Linked DNA regions of Sus scrofa: regions 2 and 3 are each linked to region 1. The links are chromatin contacts, called in public HiChIP or PLAC-seq maps. All regions are on one chromosome and are shown on one strand. Each heading gives the region's core, a stretch centred on a gene start, on an enhancer-like site or on the middle of the called end of the contact. The rest is flanking DNA. Distances are from core to core; before and after follow the strand shown.

Region 1 (4,789 bases), core at 1,536-4,035:
CTGTAACTGCATGCTGGCAACAGTGAGACAAGCTAACAAAGGGGACAGAAGATTTACTTGACAGGAGTATAGAGAGAGTTAGCAGATGAGTAGGAGGAGATGGCATATGAGCCGTAGGCTGGGGTGCAGTAGGAAAGAGCCTCAGCGGTAAAGATGAATAGCTTAAATTTAATGCAAAATACAGTAAGGGCCCAGGGAAACAAGTCCAGAAGCCCCAGACAATGGCTACAGTACAGCATTTCAAGCTGTGTGAAGGGTAGGTATTTGACAAGGAATCTTGAAAAGGGGAGGTTATCAAAGTTATGAGAGAAACATTCAAAACTTAAGTCCAAGTGTCCTTTTCTTTTAGAAATGGAAACACGCAGGGGTTTAGAGGTGCCAGAGGTGGCTGTTTGCTGCTGTTTGTTTCTGATGTTTTCAGAGTTTCAATAAATAGGAGGAGGAAAACAAAATGAAATAAATAAATTCAAGTTTATATATTTAAGAAATAGTCACATGACAGAATCGAAGAGAAGAAAAGTAATAATTAGTGTGAGTAGGACCTTAGTAAAAAATGAGAGGGGGAAAAAATTTCTTGGCAACTTGTCAGTTCCTAAAGTATTCAGGAAGACATCATAAAAAGAAAAAAAAAGACAGAAATAAATAATAATAATGATTTATAGCATCCTAAAAGTTTTACACAGAAGGGATGATGTAATACAGTAAGAGGAATGAATCATTTAAGGTGCTAAAACAATTTTCCAAACTATAAGTAAATTTCTTCAGAATTCTTTTTGGTTAAATGCAATTCTAGCTTAATTTAAACAGCTGATTCTTATTTTTTCAGAAATAAGTCATATTCCAACTGGAGAGGTTTTACTAAAAATTCTGAAGAATTAAGCAATTATTCACAAGTCCTTAGTAATTTAGAACAACTTTGGTAATAAAGGCCTCACTTTGAACTGCACTTTTAAATCCATTCTTTGTCCAACGTCATTTGGCTGCTTAGTATATGTCACCTTAACGTCAAACACTTTAACAAATTCACCACTTTTACCACTAGGTGGCGAAAAACCCCAAATAGTATCGGTTATTGAAGCTTGTACTTGAACTAGAATAGCCAAGCACTTGACAACTAGAACAGCCACCAGGTGTCAACCAAGAGGGGAGGGGAGTCTATTCCTTCCACTCTGATTCATAGTTTTAAACACAACCATCTAAGCTCCATCAAGAGATAAATATCCTGCCAATTAACTGTCTAAATAGTCTGCATATTTATAATCTGTATAAAGCTCTTGACTCCAAGATACTGCCTTTTCAACTAAGATCCAACTAAATAAAATTTAGTTTCTCCCCCCTCCCAAAAAACAAACAAACCCAGCAAGACCAATGAGCTTAGTGTGCTGTGACACACTGGTTCAACCTACCCAAATATACTGCACAAAGAAACTAAAATGGCTTAGACATGGACAGCCAAAAATCTTCCAAAGTGTATTTGCTTATATATATATATATATACACACACGCACACACACACACATACAGTTCCAGAGTACTATTTTTTCTTCCTATATTTCTCTTCTATAAGCAATTTTGTTGAATGCAAAAAATCTATATAGGTTTATGCTGTTATGCCTTGAATCCCAGTGATTTTTATGAAAGCATTGTTATTTGCTATCAAAACGTTCACAATAAAGAGACAAATGTATCTGTCCTTAAGATAGATGTATTATGAGAATTACTGGGTTGAACAGTCCAAGGCTGAAAGTTAAAATTAAAACTTTACAGAATTAAGCCCTATTTATATAACAAATTCTCTCTTAAAGAACCATCTTCTGCGCCTCACTAACTTCTAACAAAAATTTTTCAATCCTGTTGTAAACATTACGTCAGCTAAAACGCAGTGATGCAGCCTTTTATAAGGTAGTACTTTTTAGGCCGAACTCTATTCTTAATCCTTTGGACACAGGAGTTGTAATCATGTCATACCCTGCAAATCTAGCTGTAGGTGGTATCTCAAAAAAGGACTTTTTTCTTTCTTCGAGGAAGTGGTCAAACCTTTTTTCCCCTGATGTCATCATGCAAACAACCTGGTTGCTTTTCATTGCTATCGAATTAAGAGAAGAGAAAGCAAAACATACTGAGTACATTTTTTTGCTTCTCTTCCTTGCTCCGTGTAGTATTCTCTTTTAGTCTGGATTTGGCCTCCACAGAGCTCATTTCTTCACTGCCTACAAAGCACTGGTTTAAATAAACAAACAAACAGTGCAGGCCAAGAATGCTCTTGTCCGTGAATATCATTGCTTCTCTAGTTTTTATTACATTTTCTTTTGAAATTCATTAGATTATGCTCAGCAGCCCTTGCCCAACCGGTTTCTTCCCTTCCCCCATCTCTCTACACACATCACTTTTGCTTCCTTCCCTCCGGGGAATGGGCAAACCCCTACAGCGCCGGTAACGCACTCTCCCGGCTTGGTCACTCATCAGTTTGTCTTTACTTGGCTTTGCAAACAGTTCCCCACCCAACCTTGTCCCCCAGTGCCCCCTCGGCCATTATCTTTCTGCCGGAGTATGCTCGATAAGGGACTCCAGATAGCACGTCGAGGGTTTACGGTAGCCTGCCTACCAATAGGAACCCACAATGAAGAGAAGTCAGGTTCGGCCTCCCGGCAGCCCCACTGCCGTCTTCCTTGGTTGTACACCTACTGTACCCGCGAGCGAGCGAGCCAGGGAGCGAGCCCGGCGCGGGAGGGGGCGCGCAGGGAGGGCGACAGCAGCCGCGGCGTGCGCATGCGCCCTGGGGTTGTTTTTCACAAAGCTGCTCTTAAAGTGAGCTGGCAGGTTCCAGCCGCCCGTCTTTGTAAGGAGACCACTGAGACTAGCAGGAGCGAGGAGCAGCAGCCTCTCTGCTGCCTTGACTTTTTAAGAAATCTCAATGAACTGTTTGTAAAGAATCACTGATCCTGCCTGTAAGCTTTTTGCACGGCAAAGACATCGATCAGTGTTAAGTGAAGATCACATTTTATATGTGTTCTTGACTTTTTTTTGTCTTACATTATATTTTTTATAGATTTTGTTACAAACATGGTGCTGGGAAAGGTAAAGAGTTTGACAATAAGCTTTGACTGTCTTAATGACAGCAATGTCCCTGTGTATTCCAGTGGGGATACAGTCTCAGGAAGGGTGAATTTAGAAGTTACTGGGGAAATCAGAGTAAAATCTCTTAAAATTCATGCAAGAGGACATGCGAAAGTACGCTGGACCGAATCGAGAAACGCCGGCTCCAATACTGCCTACACACAGAATTACACTGAAGAAGTAGAATATTTCAATCATAAAGACATCTTAATTGGACACGAAAGAGGTAAGTTTTTACATTATTCAGAAATTATTACACCTATTTTCTTTGGGAAAGTATCTGTTCAATTTCTCTGAATTAATGTAATGTTACTCCTAGCATAAAATATAGCAGTTTGATAAATGTTAGCAAAGTTAGCCAAGATTTGAATTCTCCTTGACTTTCATCGTGTGTTAAGCCATAATGCATGCAGGCATCTGCAAAGTGACTGCAAACTGCACTTATTCAACTACCTCTATACCCGGCTTGATCTGTGCCATACGCGCTTGCAGTCTATTTCCACCTTATAAATTCTGCTTAAATCCGAGGCAGTAATTTTACTGATACGTTTTCAAATGAATTGCTAAAAGCTGCAGTCCAATATTAGATTTTTTCCTTGTTCTGTGGAACCTTAGATCTTAAAAATTAAGCCTCAATGAAGAAATGAAATAACATTTTTAAGTGGGTTAATGGGTGTACTTCATTTTTAATATTGACACTCAAAGACTTTAGAGAATTGATTGTTGTTCTTTGATAAAGGGTTTCTGTGGCTTATTTTGACATATGGTATGAACACCCCACGTGTTTTTTCCCTATTCTTTCCAGTTCCTTTAGAAATTTACATCAAGCCTTCTCTATTTTAAAGGACAATACCAATCATTATGATATGTTTCAAATCGGTTTTAGAAGCCATTTAAAGTCAATTTTTTTTTTTCTGAGCATCATGCCTAACTTTGGAACTGCATTCAATGAAACCTAAGCCAGTCAAAAGGAATTGAAAAGTATTCGGCTCATTTGGATTTGATTTTTGGTTATAAAAGGGAGATAAAGGGTTGTCAAAGGGAGAAGGGGTCCTGAGATTTCCAATCTATTGTTTAAATGGTCACATTGTGGAAATATAGGAGACTCTAAGCTTGTTTTTCTAAGTTTCCACCCTTTGTTAGAAGCGGTTCAATCCTGTTTCGGACCAGTTCTAGGGGGTGGTGAGGAGGGGCGCTTGTTCTGCTCTCAGCAGATTGGTTACACGCGTCAGGTGGTGGGGATGACTTAATTCCTAGCCCAAGAAGAATATAATGTTAAAACTGGTTATGTAATTTTGTGCTTCTCCTTTTTAATGCAGTATTTAGTTCTAATGTTGGCCATTTCTCGAAGAGTAGAGCACATTTTTACCTCTTTTTTTATACTAAAAAATACCCATCCATGAGGAAGTGCTAATTGAACTAAGGCAAGTGCAGAAATGTAGGGGTGCTTTGAGTTACAGCATCTTAATGCATTATTTTAACAAATTTTAAGATGAAATCTGTTTTGTTGGGTTTTAACTTGCACATAGGTCATTTGCATCCTGAAATAATTTCTAGTTAATATCTCCAACCATTGACACCGCTTAGAAATGCAGCTGCTTAATGACAGTCCTGGTGTTTGTTGAACAGCACACACACGAGTTTGTATTTGAACCTTCCTGGACTGGCAGCT
Region 2 (4,789 bases), core at 1,280-3,779, 120 kb after region 1:
TGCAGGCAAGGCTGAGAAACACTACTTCAGACCCAGCTCCATCCCTAGCTTGGGAATCATTTAAGGGCTGATTGGAGGAGTTCTAGCCCAGTGCTCTGGGGAGAAGTCAAAATCAAGTTACAAAGCTAGCATGACTTACTAGTTCCAGTAACTGATCTCCTAGAGTTGCCAGTGGAAGTAAGAAAGAGATAATTAGCTTTAGACTTCGGTAGCCTTTATTTTTAAACCCAGAATCAGATACTTAAACTAGCTATAAGACTTTAGACATGTCACTCTTCTCACTTAGCCTCAGTTTCCTCATCTGTAAAATGGACCAATAACACATTTTGCCAGCCTGCTATGGTTGCTTACCAAACCTTTTCTCCCACTTACTCTAGCATTGGAAGCTTCTTTTTCTAAAATATCTAGTGTTCTGTGTTGATAACTTTATATTCCATAGTATATTCTAGAACTTGGCCTCTGCCTTGTTTATATGTATGCCTTCTAAACGACTGTCTCTCCTTGACATCAGCCTGGTGTTGGGGTTTGCTTCCTGCTGACAGATGATTCTGATCTTATTTTTCCACACACATATACATTTGTGTGCCATCTCTCCTAGATCTCTTGTTTCTGGCCTCCTGCCACCTGACCACTGGCATATTCCAGAACTTCTTTCTGGATACCACTGACACCTGTTGTCTCTGAGTACACATACTGGGCACCAAGTTCTAACAGTCTGACTAGACTTTTGCTTAGTACATCTAACTGGGCTATCATCCCAAGTTCTGCCTCAACTCTAGGGAATGTATTGGGTTTATTCATTAAATCAATATTGGTGGAGCATTTGCCAAATCAAATCACTTTGGCTCTGCACTCGCAATTTATAAGATAGATAAAAAAGATGTAACAAGTTCGTTCATGGGGACAGTTCCAGACCTTGATTATCCCTATATTCTCTTTTTTCCACAAAGCTTAATGCTTTTACATTTGTTTATATCACAAAATAGGATCACTGTTTAAACGATCATAGCAAGGAAAGTGGTTATTGCCTCTATTAAGTTATGCTGGATACTCGTGTTTTGCTCCACACAATTGGAATGATTTGGATTAATTTTGTTTTGATGATTTTTCCAAGTTCGTTTCCTACTCCTTGGCATTGTGCAAAAGCACACTCTCAATTCTACTTGGGGAATATCTTTGCGAATGTAAAGAGCTCCATACTTTTCCCTAGAAACAATTTAGTATGCTGTGTGAATGAGGTATCCTTTGGCTCTTGAAAAACCAATCTGGCTTCATCTGTCAATTTCTATAAACACCTCACAGGTATGTGTGCAAACAAGTCTCAGAGAGAAAAGGAATTTGATGGCCTTTCCAACAATCTACGTGATGGAGCAATCAGCAAGGATGTAATCTAAGCTACCCTTTTACATTTTCCCTCGACTGTGCCTTTCAGTCCTGACTTCCCTCTGTGCCTTCCTAATTATCTTTCTTTGTGTTTTCTGTGGCTGGCAGCAACTTTATATCACCTATCAGAGGAATGAAAATGACTGATTCTACCAGAGGCAATTGAAATGGTTATATACGCTCACAGCAGTGATGATGATGATGACTGTTATCTTAGCATTTTACAGAATTCAGAAGTAATCGGCTGCCTCCTGGCCATACTACTCAAGACCATTTAACCTTGAAGTTGTCCAGTTTGCTTTGTAGTGATCAGGGCTGGCGCAGCAAAAATTGCAAAGGACAAAAAGTCTAGGTTTAGTAAATCTGTCTCCACTACTATGCATCTAGTCTCCTTGTGTTGGTTTCCGAGGGTGCCCTCTGCTGGGCTCCAACCAGGAGTTCTGATTCTGGGCAATAGCCCATGAAACCCATACCTCAACTCTCATTAAGAACTTACTATTTTATGTCATATGTCGTAAGAATCCTAGTATTTGTTTTCCAAGCTGACAATTAATTAAGGTAAACTAACCCATGTCAATGAGTAATGTATTTTATTGTATAAATGGGAAAAAAAAACAACACCCCTCCCAGATCAATTAAGTGTACATTTCCACAATGAATTTATAGAGATAACACTTATACCTAGAGTCTATTTCATTGGTGACTAATGGTGGGAACAGAGTCCAGGCATCTGGGGAAGGCCATGTTCTGGGAAATCAAAGGGGAAAAACATTTACCAAGAGGCAAACCTTACGGCTCCCCTCAAATTAAAATGTGTGGGCAGCCGTCAACTCTAGCTGCCTATATGATCAGACCCCACCCCACAGAAGTAAGTTTCACTCTGCTAACAGGAAAAGAACAAACAACATTGTTTACTTTTAAGTTTTTTATGAAGAATGCCTAAAGCTTTTTTAGAGGGTATTATCTAAATTCTACCAGGTAAGTATGTGGCATTGTTTGGTGGATTAGTATGGCCATAAATATGTGCATAAGATGTACATTCATTGGCATGACCTCTGTTGCCCTATGTACTTTCTTGTCTACTGAATTCAATTGGGCAATCCCTGTCTGTAAGCACATTTCCCATGAACTGGTTAGATCCAGTCTTCATAAGAGGAACTTATTATGAAACCAGCTCCAGAGGATATTTACTTTGTTGAAGATCTGCTGAAAGATACACTTGCTTGAAAATGAAATTGCTTTCTTTTGGCTCCCATCTGGCCCCTTGAGCACTAGAGAACCTTGGGGCTCAGTCAGAATTAGATAGAGAAGGGAGATGACAGCTGTACCTGATTTGCCTTTTAATACTTACTCATCATTTAAGCTGGTATTTTCACAGCTTGAAAGCATGTGTTTCACAAAGACCAGATAAACTCATAACATATTACCAAGTTAATAATGTGCCTGAGATTGGGAACTTGGAAAACAGTACACATTTTTTGAAGGCTTACCTTTTTCTTAAAATTTTCTGTAAATTGTTTCTCTTTCTCTTTAACATATCCATGTTTTAAGTCAAAAATAACAAGTAGGTTGCTTTCCAGATAAGTTATTAAATCTTCAGTTAAGTTAATGTTCCAGTAAGAAACACCACCATTAACTTGTGGCTCCTGATCTAAAATTGTGTATCCCCAGGGTTATATCTATTTAAAGTTGAGAAGCACAAACTCTTAAGAATAGTGAGGGAGAGGATCTAGTTGGGGAAGAATGGATGTTAATGATAAATCTGTTGGTAAGGAGGATTAGCCCGAGTTTGGCTGTGGATGACATTCACAGGGGCATAGTGGCTTTGGATGATAAGATCCAAAGTGCATAGTTGTAATGAGATAGGGATGTTAAGAGTATCTACGTAGCACTGAAGTTGAAGAGACAATAAACTTAACATACAGAGCCATGAAGATGGGTGGGGAAGAGGCAGAAATGTTATTAAACCAATGCACATTTCCCAGGTTCCTTATAGACCTATAGCAGTTGTGGGTGCACAAAGTAAATGGCAAGGCAAATAAAGAAAGAAAAAAATTCTGCATATTAATTTTCACATTACAGTATCATCTCTTGTCTTTCTGAAAGTTTAAAGCATATATATATTTTAATCTTATAAATTCTATACCTATATTTTAATTTATTATTTTTTTCTTTTTACAGCTGTACTTGTGGCAGATGGAAGTTCCTGGGCCAGGGGTCAGATTAGAGCTGCAGCCACCAGCCTACGCCACAGCCACAGCAACATGGGATCTGAGCCACATCTTCGACCCACACTATAGCTCACAGCAACACCAGATCCTTAACCCACCAAGTGGGGCCAGTCCTCATGGACACTATATTGGGTTCTTAACCCACTGAGCCACAATGGGAACTCCAACTATATATATTTTAATCACTAGTGTTTTATATTTATTATCTGGAATACATTTATTCCAGAAGTTAATTCATCTATAGGTTATTTGAAACTCAGAGCCTGCTTTCTATTAGTCATTAGCAGTGGGTTTTTCATGCCAGTCCCCAAAGTGTATTTAACGCATAAGGGAAGGGTACCTGCATTTTCCTTTTTTTATAAACACACTTTGATGAAAAATGGTCTGAACAATACTGTGAGAAATACTGTTTTAAGAGGTCGAAGTCTTGTGATGAGGGCAAGAGACCAAGGACACTGGCTGAAAGCCTGGGATAGGGTTACCAGGGGGTGTAGAGATATGCTAACGTTGACTGCCCTCTTTGCTACCTGGTTCTTCTCCACACATCCAAAAAGAGTGGTTACTTTGGCAATTAGGTGAAGCCTAATGGAACGAGTGGACGCCTGACCTAAGTTAGGTCAACCAAATATTTTAACTTAAGAGTTTGCAAATGAAGACAGAAGCACCAATTAACCCCTGCGGGTTATTGGAAATGAAGAGATTTCCAGGAGCTACAGGGAGCCAGTCCTGTCAAAGCAATGGGCAAGCGGCGGGCTAGCATACACAGAAAAAGAATGAGAAACACGCACAGAGAGAAGAAGAGATGAGAACTATGCTTTGTGGGTGAGGAAGGTGAGGCAGAAAAAGTAGATGAGGGAGAAAAAAAGAGTGAAAGCAAACAAAAAAAGAAAAAAGAAAGGAGAGAATTTTCCTTGGAGCCTGTCAATTTGTTGTTGTAGATGCCGGTCCCGTCTATGGTTATGCTTTCCATCTGTTGTGTCCTTCCTATTAATTTACTTTTTCACTTAAGCTAATTTGGATATATTTCTGATGAGAAGACAACCAAGAGTTTTGGAGAAGAGAGGACAAAGTGAGACCTATTTTATTCTGTCTGCTCCCTCGTCTGGTCTGTCCCATCTTTCTTACTCTACCCTCTTTTCTCCATTTCCTTTTTCTCCAACTCTTGATCTTTTTGA
Region 3 (4,789 bases), core at 1,545-4,044, 81 kb after region 1:
TGAATTTGGTCACCTTTTTTTTTTTTTTCTCTTAGTACCTGTTAAATGCCGTCATGTTTCCTTTTACCTTATTGAGATTGATAACATTTGTGTTAACTATTCTGAGGTTCAGGTTTGACACTGAACTAAAAAAAATTCTTGAACAATTGTGTTACATTAAGACGCCATGAATATTCTTCTCATGTTTTGAGCTAGATGGCTAGAAGTAGGGAAATGGGGAGCACTGTTCATTGTGGTCCACTGCTCTCTACAGAAACTTTATCTGGATGTTTTTGTCCCACTTTTCATTGTGATCCATCTTACATCCCTCAGTGTCTGAGAAGAGAGACTCTCCAGGTGCTGCAAATACACAGCTTTCTGCATTTTCCAGGGAAGCTCTCAAAGAGTACAAATTCCTGGGCTCTACCTAGGGATACTGATTCAGCACCTTTGAGATATGCCAAGATACCTGCATTTTTTTTTTTTAATATCTTCCTTGGCTCATGCACACGTTCAGTTTGGGGCACCACCAAGAATGAAGCAGATGTAGGAGGCTAATAACATGGCAAACGACTGGATGTAGGAAGAACAAAGAGCAAAGGATCAAAACTGTCTACTAGGTTTTAAGCCTGAGTTGGCTCTCAGAGTGATAGTACCATTAGCATAAAAAGGAAAAGTGATCAGGAGGAGTAGGTTTTACTTTCTTCCTGATTTTTACTTCCAGATATTGTCCTAAATGGCACCCCCACAAAATATTACTAAAGTGATCCTTTCGGAAGAAAGATTGCTAATAAGAGTGATGTTAGATTACAATAGAAGGATGAATAAATAGATGTGTAAATACATTTTTAGGCTGGAGAACCAGTATTTATATGCACAAAGTAATCGATCCACCTTAAACAATTTATAAAGGTAATTAAAAAACATTTAGGAGTTCCCGTCATGGCGCAGTGTTTGACGAATCCAACTAGGAACCATGAGGTTGCGGGTTCGATCCCTGCCCTTGCTCAGTGGGTTGACGATCCAGCGTTGCCGTGAGCTGTGGTGTAGACTGCAGACTCGGCTCGGATCCTGCGTTGCTGTGGCTCTGGCGTAGGCTGGCAGCTACAGCTCCGATTGGACCCCTAGCCTGGGAACCTCCATATGCCACGGAAGCGGCCCAAGAAATGGCAAAAAAGACAAAAAAATTAAAAAATTTTTTAAAAATTAAAAAAAAAACATTTATAGAGCATTCTAAAATGAAATGTGAGTAATTTATTTGTGGAAAGTTCCTGGTTTCCTTTCAATCAAGTGTCTTAATTTTGCAAATGTGAAAGAGCAAAATTCAAATATACAATACCTCTTATACTTACTATATCTAAATACAGATACCAAAAAAAAACCCCACAAAAACCACAACCAAGCAAAATTCACAATGATATCTACTGTTCTTTATAAGATTTATATCCTTACTAAAATATTGCTGTTCACACAGTTCAATTTCTATTAATAGAACAGCCTGATGACTCATTTTATATACTGAGAGTCTAAGGAGGATTTTTATATCTGCAATACTTGTGACAACAACTAACAGCTCCTTCTCATTAAAACATGTTTTCTTTGTAAATAGTTCTATGAAAATATTGATTTTTTTCTTTTTAAAATTAGGGTATAATTTATATGCAGTAATTTTTAGCCTTTATAATGCACAGTTCTGCGAGATTTGACAAATATATCCAGACATAAAATCACTGTCACAATCAAAACACAGAACAATTTCATCATTCCTCAAAGTACTCTCAAACTTCTTATTTATTTCTTTTTCTTTCTTTTTTTTTGTTTTTATTTTTGTTTTTAGGGCCACACCCATGGCATATGGAGGTTCCCAAGCTAGGGGTCTATTTGGAGCTACAGTTGCTGGCCTACACCACAGCCATAGCAACGTGGGATTGGAGCCACGTCTGTGGCCTACACCAGAGCTCACGGCAACACCCGATCCTTAACTCACTGAGCGAGGCCAGGGATGGAACCTGAAACCTCATGGTTCCTAGTCGGATTCGTTTCCACTGCACCATGATGGGAACTCTCTCACAAACTTTTTAAATAAGTCAAATCCTACCCTCCCCCATCCTAGCCCTGGCACTGACTGATCTGTTTTCTCTACATACAGTTTGTCCTTTTCCAGAATACGTTATATCATCAGCCAGTATATAGCCTCGTTCATTTAGCATAATGCATTTAAGGTTCATCTATTTTCTTGCATGTATCATTAGTTTGTTCCTTTTTATTGCTGATAATATTCCATTGTACCACAGTTAGCTTATCTAAATATTGATATTTAACCATTTATCAATTATTTTGTAAAAGAGGATGGTTTCATGACTAGGAAATTATGCATTTATCAAGAAGGGGAAAAAGTAAGGTAAATTCCCTTTATGCTTTGAATTCTCTAGTTACTTTAGATTTATTTGACTATATATTATGTAGAACTACTTCAAAAAATGTTTCATATAACTGAAAAAAAGCATAAATATTTGTTCAACTCCTGTGTATGTACATTTGAAGCATGTACTGTGATTCAAAAGGTTTTCTCTACTTAAAATGTGAATACAACACTTATGATTATTATTGCTGATAACAATAGATAATGTTTTGCTTAAACTCTGAGGATAAGTGCTCTATGAAGACCCTATTCAACCCAGAACCCCAAAATGGCTCACTTTCTATCGAAACCCTGTTAATCTTTTACTCCATGGAGGTAACAGGTGGGTTAGAAAATAGCCAATAGAAAGACAATTCTTGTCCTTTGGGATCAGTGCCAATGGAAAAAAGTGACCTGAAATACAGATCTCAGGCCTGACATGACGAAAATCTAATGCCACAGCTGTTGTCTCTCACAACTGTCACTCATCATGTTTTAATTTCACAGTTTTGATTTAATCTTTTCTAAATACAGCACTGGATAAACACAGAAGAAGATAACGAGGATTCCCAGTAAAGGAGCCAGGTCAATGTTAGCACCATCCTCCTTTCACCACCTCCCCCACCTTTGGGGTTTTATTTTTTGTGACATTGCATCTCCAGACACTACTTTTTATGTTCACAAGGGCCAATGCTTCTGTACCAGCTCAGAAGCTTAACAGGAATCGTTTTGATTTCATGGTGACTTCTTCACTTTTCTTACCCTGTCAACCAGGATGCCTTTACCAGCCATCTTAAGTTGTAACAAAAGTGGACATGTATGTGAAAAATAAAAATAAAAAATTTCAATGATATACCCTCAGATCCCTCCTTTTGTAAAATATACATTTAAATATACTGTTTTCAGTGTTTTTCCTATGAAAGTCTCTATTAAAAAAAACTATATCGAGCTATATTTTACATACAATAAAATATACCCTTCCTAAATGTACAACCTTGACAAATGCACATCACTACAAGATATAAGCATCTGCCCCCTTAAAGCCTTTCTAATGTCCTTTACAGCCCTCTCTCCACTGTTAATCTCAGGCAAGTGATTTACATTCTTACATGATAGATTAGTTTTACTTTTTCAAGAATTTCCTACAAATAGCCTGTATTCTTTTTGGTCTGCTTTTTAAAATTAGCATGAACTATTTGAGACTCATCAATGTTGTTGCATATATCTGTTAACTTGTTCTTTCTTTTTCCTTCTGAGTAGTATTCCATTTTATGAATATACCACCCTTGGTTTATCCACTTGCCTATTGATGAGCATTTGGCTTGTATCCATTTGGGGGCTGTTATGAGTAAAGCTGTTATGGACATTTGTGTATGAGTCTGGGTGTAGTGCTCCTTTTTTAAATTTCTTAAAATTACCCAATGAATTTTATTACATTTATAGTTGTACAATGAACATCACAATCCTATTTTATAGCATTTCCATCCCAAACCCCCAGCCCATCACCCCACCTCCCAACCCGTCTCATTTGGAAACCATAAGTTTTTCAGTCTGTGAGTCAGTATCTGTTCTGCAAGAAGTTTACTGTGTCCTTTTTTAAGATTCCACATGTCAGTGAAAGCATTTGATGTTGGTATCTCATTGTATGACTGACTTCACTTAGCATGATAATTTCTAGGTCCATCCATATTGCTGCAAATGCTGTTATTTCTTTCCTTTTAATGGCTGTATATGTGTACCGCATCTTCTTTATCCACTCCTCTGTCAATGGGCACTTAGGTTGTTTCCATGTCTTGGCTACTGTATAGAGTGCTGCAATGAACACTGGAGTACATATATCTTTTTGAGTCATGGCCTTCTCTGGATAGAGGCCCAGGAGTGGGATTGCTGGATCAAATGGTCATTCTGTTTTTAGTTTTCCAAGGAATCTTCATACTGTTTTCCACAGTGGTTGCACCAATTTACAATCCCAACAGTGTAATAGGGTCTCTTTCCTCTACACCCTCTTCAGCACTTATTGTTTGTAGGTTTTTTGATGATGGACATTCTGGCTGGTGTAAGGTGGTACCTCATAGTGGTTTTGATTTTCATTCCTCTAATAATGAGTGATGTTGAACATCTTTTCATGTGCTTTTTGGCCATCCAAAGTATGTATTCTCTGGGGAATTGTCTGTTTAGATATTCTGCTCATTTTTTGATGGGTTTTTGTTTTGTTTTGTTTTGTTGGTCTTGAGCTGCAGAAGGTATTTATAAATTTTGGAGATTAATCCCTTGTCAGTTGCTTCATTTGCAAATGTTTTCTCCCATTCTGTGAATTGTCTTTTTGTTTTGTTTTGGGTTTCCTTTGCTGTGCAGAAACTTTTATGTTTAATTAGGTTCCATTTTTTATTTTAGTTTTTATTGTCATTA

What was found. HiChIP or PLAC-seq counts read pairs in DNA pulled down with a chosen protein or histone mark.
Region 2: a contact with region 1 is called in an H3K27ac HiChIP or PLAC-seq map of alveolar macrophages. The contact joins the enhancer-like site here to the promoter of ARRDC3 in region 1. A contact is called at or near these places in 2 of 5 promoter capture datasets (fetal liver and liver), 11 of 47 Hi-C or Micro-C datasets (adipocytes, alveolar macrophages, embryonic fibroblasts and 6 more) and 2 of 2 datasets of contacts at active chromatin or transcription factors (alveolar macrophages and skeletal muscle).
Region 3: a contact with region 1 is called in an H3K27ac HiChIP or PLAC-seq map of skeletal muscle. The contact joins the enhancer-like site here to the promoter of ARRDC3 in region 1. A contact is called at or near these places in 2 of 5 promoter capture datasets (fetal liver and liver), 7 of 47 Hi-C or Micro-C datasets (embryonic fibroblasts, heart right ventricle, liver and 2 more) and 2 of 2 datasets of contacts at active chromatin or transcription factors (alveolar macrophages and skeletal muscle).

The regions. Positions count from the first base shown.
Region 1 is chr2:98,442,706-98,447,494 of Sscrofa11.1, reverse strand. ARRDC3 (arrestin domain-containing protein 3) reads left to right here and starts at 2,785. Exons shown (of 8, transcript XM_003123783.6): 1 at 2,785-3,343. The coding sequence starts at 3,064.
Region 2 is chr2:98,322,506-98,327,294 of Sscrofa11.1, reverse strand. No RefSeq gene overlaps it. Among named protein-coding and RNA genes, the nearest start is that of ARRDC3, 120 kb to the left of the region's middle. Within about 2 kb of position 2,529, at least 20 of the 83 cell types and tissues checked have an H3K27ac peak or open chromatin away from gene starts, as enhancers often do. A contact at or near this core is called in alveolar macrophages and fetal liver, where this site is marked.
Region 3 is chr2:98,362,011-98,366,799 of Sscrofa11.1, reverse strand. LOC106508640 (a long non-coding RNA gene) reads left to right here. Exons shown (of 3, transcript XR_002341818.1): 3 at 1-963. Among named protein-coding and RNA genes, the nearest start is that of ARRDC3, 80 kb to the left of the region's middle. Within about 2 kb of position 2,794, at least 1 of the 83 cell types and tissues checked has an H3K27ac peak or open chromatin away from gene starts, as enhancers often do. A contact at or near this core is called in skeletal muscle, where this site is marked.